Regions from separate parts of the Sus scrofa genome. Here region 2 is linked to region 1. A link is a contact called in public HiChIP or PLAC-seq data. All regions are on one chromosome and are shown on one strand. Each heading gives the region's core, a stretch centred on a gene start, on an enhancer-like site or on the middle of the called end of the contact. The rest is flanking DNA. Distances are from core to core; before and after follow the strand shown. Region 1 overlaps LOC102165609 (a long non-coding RNA gene). Region 2 overlaps FTO (fat mass and obesity associated).

The links. HiChIP or PLAC-seq counts read pairs in DNA pulled down with a chosen protein or histone mark.
Region 2: a contact with region 1 is called in an H3K27ac HiChIP or PLAC-seq map of skeletal muscle, with 9 times the contacts expected there. The contact joins two enhancer-like sites. A contact is called at or near these places in 1 of 47 Hi-C or Micro-C datasets (embryonic fibroblasts) and 1 of 2 datasets of contacts at active chromatin or transcription factors (skeletal muscle).

Annotation. Positions count from the first base shown.
Region 1 is chr6:30,520,980-30,523,679 of Sscrofa11.1, reverse strand. LOC102165609 (a long non-coding RNA gene) reads right to left here. Exons shown (of 9, transcript XR_002344591.1): 2 at 1,569-1,634. Among named protein-coding and RNA genes, the nearest start is that of IRX5, 7.3 kb to the right of the region's middle. Within about 2 kb of position 1,374, at least 3 of the 83 cell types and tissues checked have an H3K27ac peak or open chromatin away from gene starts, as enhancers often do. A contact at or near this core is called in skeletal muscle, where this site is marked.
Region 2 is chr6:31,512,855-31,515,766 of Sscrofa11.1, reverse strand. All of the region lies in intron 1 of FTO (fat mass and obesity associated), which reads left to right. Among named protein-coding and RNA genes, the nearest start is that of FTO, 50 kb to the left of the region's middle. Within about 2 kb of position 1,641, at least 25 of the 83 cell types and tissues checked have an H3K27ac peak or open chromatin away from gene starts, as enhancers often do. A contact at or near this core is called in skeletal muscle, where this site is marked.

The DNA.
Region 1 (2,700 bases), core at 125-2,624:
ACCCAGATATGAAATTTTATATTTTCCTTCTATTAATAAATATTACATTTCAACTTTGTAATACTGTAGCACATTTGAGAATGACCAGCGAGACCCAGTGAATTCAAAAATACCCCTGCATTCCATACACAAGCTATACCACAGACTGCTATTTTAAAAGCTGGAGTAATGACCCAAGTACATGAAGTATAAAAGTTGGTCAAGGTCATAATATTGAATTGTTCTGCAAATGTAAACTGCTTTCCAAGTAATCACTTTGATACCACCATGTTTTTTTCTAGGATTCAGGTGAATGGCTCCTTAGCTGCTTCCAATCTCCACCTAGGCATGAGTAAAAGCATCTGAGATTGGTGTATTTCCTTTTCCTGTTGTAGTAACCAAAAACATCATTTGATTTAAAGATTAAAGAGTCTTTTTCCTGAAGGATTTTGTTTTTAAATGTATATACTTGCTCTTTAATGGAAGAAAGTGATTTTAGCCACCACAGTTGCTTACCAATTTTCTAATTACATAATTAGACATCACGAAGCCTTTTATTATTCCATTAATAGCCCTCCACAGATATAGTTCAGGGAATAGATATTTTTGATGACTAAAAAAGTGTATTTTTTTCTTAGAAAAGGAAAAAGAGTAGATATAAATACCATTATACAACTTAAGCCTGTATAAACATTCTTAGACATTTTTTATAAAAGGGTTTTTTGACTGTTTTTCATTTAGCTTGCATAATCCATGTAGCAACATGGCATGAAAAGACAGAAGCTTCTTGTATTGATAGAAATTTTTCATTTAAAATTTTTGTTCTTCAAGAACCTTAGAGTCATTCTTTAACACCAACGTTAGGTTTCTGAAAACGAAAAAAGCTTGCGGGGGCAATGATCAAAGACCTCATCTAGAATAAAACAGAGTTCTCCATTCCATGTGAATCCCTGCAACAGCTGCAAAGAAAGCAGCAAGCCAACCTAGCAGGGGAAAGGGAAAATATTACCCAGAGCCTAGGATTACACAAAAAATGGAAAGGGACCTAGAGCTAACAACTAGGGAAGGCACCCATGTGTGGGAGCTCCTGACCTCCAGGGCGCTAGAGCAGCCCAGGCTGGGTCCCGCCAGCTGCTTGGCAGAGCCCTGGAACCAGTCCTCAACCAGCAAGACTCCCACTCAGAACTGGGTGGTGGCTGGCAGTCAACCGCCCTGCAGAGAGCGTGTCCCCCGAGAAGGCAACGAAGCCTGGGAGGTAAATGAGGACAGCCAAGCAATGTGCGCAATGCGTGCACATCAGCCACAAATGAAAATGACATCTACTAGAACGGGGTAGGCCACCATCGCAGACCTGATTCTCAGAAAGAAGCTATTTTAAGGGTGCTGAGTATGCCTAGCTGAGATTTCTCAGCTCTTCCAAACACAGCCCATAACCCCAGGAGAAGCAGCTCAAAGGCTCAGCATGGGAAAATCAGATCGTTTCCATACCTCAAATTTAAAGAAACTGCTGTCTATTAGATACAATTCTCATATGTAATCAAGGTGCAGGATTCCAGAGGAAAGTATCTTTTTAAAAGAGATAATATTACCTCCCTATCTTCAGAATCTTCTCCTTCCAACAGCCAGTGCAGTTGCTCCATTATGAACTGTAGACTCTTAAAGAGAAAAACAGCAATAGTTAGCTTCATCTTTCCTACAACCGCTTCCTTCCTTCATTGAATTACAATTTAATTACCAATACTTCAATTGATTTTATTCCTGAATGATATATTTCTCGAAAAGCATACTCCAGCCATTTCCACTAGAGAACATTTAGCATAACCTTCTCAATTAATCAACCATAACCTATTACTGTTGAAAGGACATGTTTTCTTCATATTTTCAAGAGTGGGGAACCCCTCCTCCACCGACCTATTTTATATAAAAGGAGTATGGGTTTTAATACATTAAAATACCATTAATATATAAGAAATAAATATGAATCTTAGTAATAAATTTTGGCTGATAACATAGCAAAAAACTCAACCAATGTGCAAATATGTTTAGATTTCTCCTATCTTAATCCTTAGGAGGGAAAAAAAAATCTAATCCTCCCATCTTTTAAATTCAATAGCTTTACATGTGGTCAAAAAATAGAAACAAAAACTAAGCTTAAAAACAAAGAGGAATCGGATGGCTTAACATTTTCTTTATATTTTATCTGTGTGTTTTCTCAGTCGCTGTAACACCAGCTCTTGGTTATACATAAAACCCCACAAGGCCCAGTCAGTGATAGGAGAACACACATATGTTATTTAAAAACAATGATAAACTACTTCCTACAATGTTTAAAAAAAAATCACCTTAACACCTTTGAAAGTATTCACAGAGAAACATTTACGCTACTGCCGGCTGTGTTAGAGTTGCCTTCTATGGAAACAGCTTTTTTTTCTTGGTCATGCAACCATGTTTTTGACTTAATATTCGTTCTCACTAAATCTCTAACACTAAATTCTGCACGATATTTTTTTCTCATAGGCTTTTCTTATCTTCTTGTATTCAGCAGCCCCTGTTTTGATGAGGGGGGACAACTTTGGTGCACACCTGTATACCCATGACTAGACCCACTAAATTTATTCTTAAAAGAACTGGGTAATGAAAATAATCAAAAACTCTAATTTCATACTATTTATACCAAATGATAGTATTATTATAACTATAATTTGGAATCATTTTTTAAAG
Region 2 (2,912 bases), core at 392-2,891, 990 kb before region 1:
GGCTAGCGTTTGCATACTGGCTTTTCCACTGTGGGAGCTCTGGCTGCTGTGCGTTCATTTAAAAGATAGTCCACTTTCTTTGTTGCTGCTGCTTGCTACCTACTGACCTACAGCTAGAGGCTCCTCCTGCTGCAGTTGATCTAATTGCAGGACAGGGCACCTTCCTTTATGCCATCAATGTCTTTACTTTTTATATGATTTTTGTATTGTTAGTGAATTGGGTTTGGAAGTGTCCATGACTCAAAGAAACCCTGCTGTGAATCCTCTTATCATCCCTCTTTTGGGTAGGTCCTCTTGATGAATTTTATGTTTAGAAAGATAATTATTAAGTGATATCACTTAGTGTGGGTTTATACAAACCCATCCATGGTACTGTTGAATCTCTGAAGAACTGCATGGCTTTTTTTGAGTCAAACGTCCCCATAGTACAGCTGAAGCCCAGTAAAACTCAGAGATTGTTGGCTTCTTAGAGATGACGAAACTGCTTGATTCCAGAGCTGCATCTCTAGAATTCCAGATCCTGAGCTTTTTCTACTAGCTAAACTGGCTTACAAGTTCAAAGAAACCCTAAGGGGGGGAACTCTGGAAATTCATGGTGAATTAGGACAATCAGCACTTCATTTAAATACCTCGGCAATGCAATACTTTGGGGGAAACATGATGCTTAAGTACTTAAAATGTTATTTACTTTCATTATAAACAAAGGGAGTGACAAATCTTCTTGTAAAATATTTCTAATAGTCTTTATTCTTCGGGGTACTTCTACAACTTAACGATGATAGTCTGACAATATTGCTGGTGGTGGTTCTTTTGATATTATTCTTAGGTAAGACTGAAGAGGAACTTGGGCTGGAACATTGTGCAGCCATTACCTCAGATGGCTCTAGGCAAGTCAGAGGCCATATCTTTCCTAGGGTAAAAGGGCTGGCCCGTTACTACTGCTAGTTGGTGTGTACAACATGTGTTAGAAGAAGTAATTATTTTTAGCCGACTGACTATGACCAAGATTAATAGCTCTTGAAAGGACTATAATGAAAGGCTGCCCCAACTGGCTTCTACATTATTCTTTATTTATCCTGCTCTCATCCCTGTCACCTTTGGGCATCAGCCAAATGTCATTTGTGTGAAATTTGCCCCTTGGATGTGAAAGGCCTCTCATTCTTGACGATGGGAGGTGATTGTGCTGCGAGGCTGAGGAATTGGGACAGTTGATATGACCCAGGAGAGAAACTTCCAGGTCTGTGGGGGTCACAGGAACAAGGACACTCACTCCTGGGGGAGAAAAGGACCTGAGATTATTCAGCTCTCTGATCCAGATCATTGAGGTGTACTCAAGAGATTATAGGGAGTAGTTCCAGGGCTTCGTTGTCAAGTCCATGTATTTCTGTGGCTCTTCTGTTGGGAGCATTTGCAAGTTCCTTACTCTGAAGATTTTTTTTTTTGGCCTGACATTGTCAACTATTTCTAGTTTTATAAAACTAGGAAATCTCTTTGTAGTCATGACTGCACTTTAACTCCCAAAGCCCTTCTTTTCAGGGCCATTAGCCACCCAGAATAGACAGAACAGACTTTCCCAGCCCCCTCTGCAGTTAGGTGTGACTGGGTGACTAAGAGGCTGTCACCTGTGGTAGTTTCTGGGATGTTTCCTTAAGAGAAAGCTGGTGTGTGCCCTTTGCCCTTTTCCTCTCAGGGCTTTTATCCTGCTGCCTGGAGTGGAAATGCTGCATTTGGATCTTGAGAGTGAGGGCCAGTCCTTAGGGGGAGCAAGAGAGGTGAGCTGGAAGGGGCTTGAGTCTCTGAGGACAGCCCGCGAACCCCCCTACCAGCCTGGTGAAGCCACTGCCATTTTGGATTTTCTGTCCCTTGCAGCCTAACCTAATCCTAGATAATACAGTTTCTACACAGTGCGGAAGAGGAAAGTCAGTCCCAAGCCCGTAGATTTCCTTCTGTCATCCTGAGTATTAATGTCAGAATTCCAACAGATCCCTCACTCTTCTTTCTTTCAACTCCTACAAATTAAAACAACCTACGACAATGATAATGTTAACTTACTTAAGAACTAAAGACAGGAGAGATCCATTAGTATGAAAGATATATGAGAGATAGGTTCATACAAAGGCTGGAACAGAATGTAGCTAATTCAGGAAAATGATAATGAGGGCTGATCTTAAGGACCTTTTGTAAGAGTCCTATCAGGGAGCCCTCACCACTTTGCAGTGTTGGTGGCAGCAACAGCTTTTGTTTTTTTAGATTGTTAGGGCTGCAACTTCACCTGCTTTCTTAAGGGCTTGGGGAGATTTTCAAGATTTCAGGTGGCCAATGTCAAGTCTCATTGTTGCTTTCAGTTCCCTTGTCTGAGACCGCTGTTTATATTTTGCCTGACACATTGGTTTTAGGCCATAATATTTGCATGTAGCCATCCTTCCTCTAACATTACCTATATCAGATAACATGCACTAGATTTGCTATCGTGGGTCATAAATGATTATTAATACAACCCTTAAAAAAGAGATGCTGTAATCATTTTTTTTCACGATTTTTAAAAAACTTTTGGAGGAGAAAAAAACCGCAGCTATTTGGTTCACTTGTTCTCATTACCATTTGCAAAGTGAACCCAGAGAGAGGTTTTCTGTGCCATGTTTTTCCTTGCTGTTTCTTGCCTTTTCATTTGAAGAATAGCAGGATCTTGTCTTTTGTTCACTCAAGTAAAAGTCCATCCAGCTGGAAAACAGAACAGTGCGCTCTTTGTGTGCTCAGAGCATTTGAATGCTTTTGGTCACACACTAGTTGCTGTTTAACTACAATAAAATTGTGACCAAAGGAGATAAACATTTAAAGGATAAATGACAGGGTTGTTAATCCAAAAGCGAGTTTTGTCGCATTGTTGTTTTTAGCTAATAGGTATATAGCCA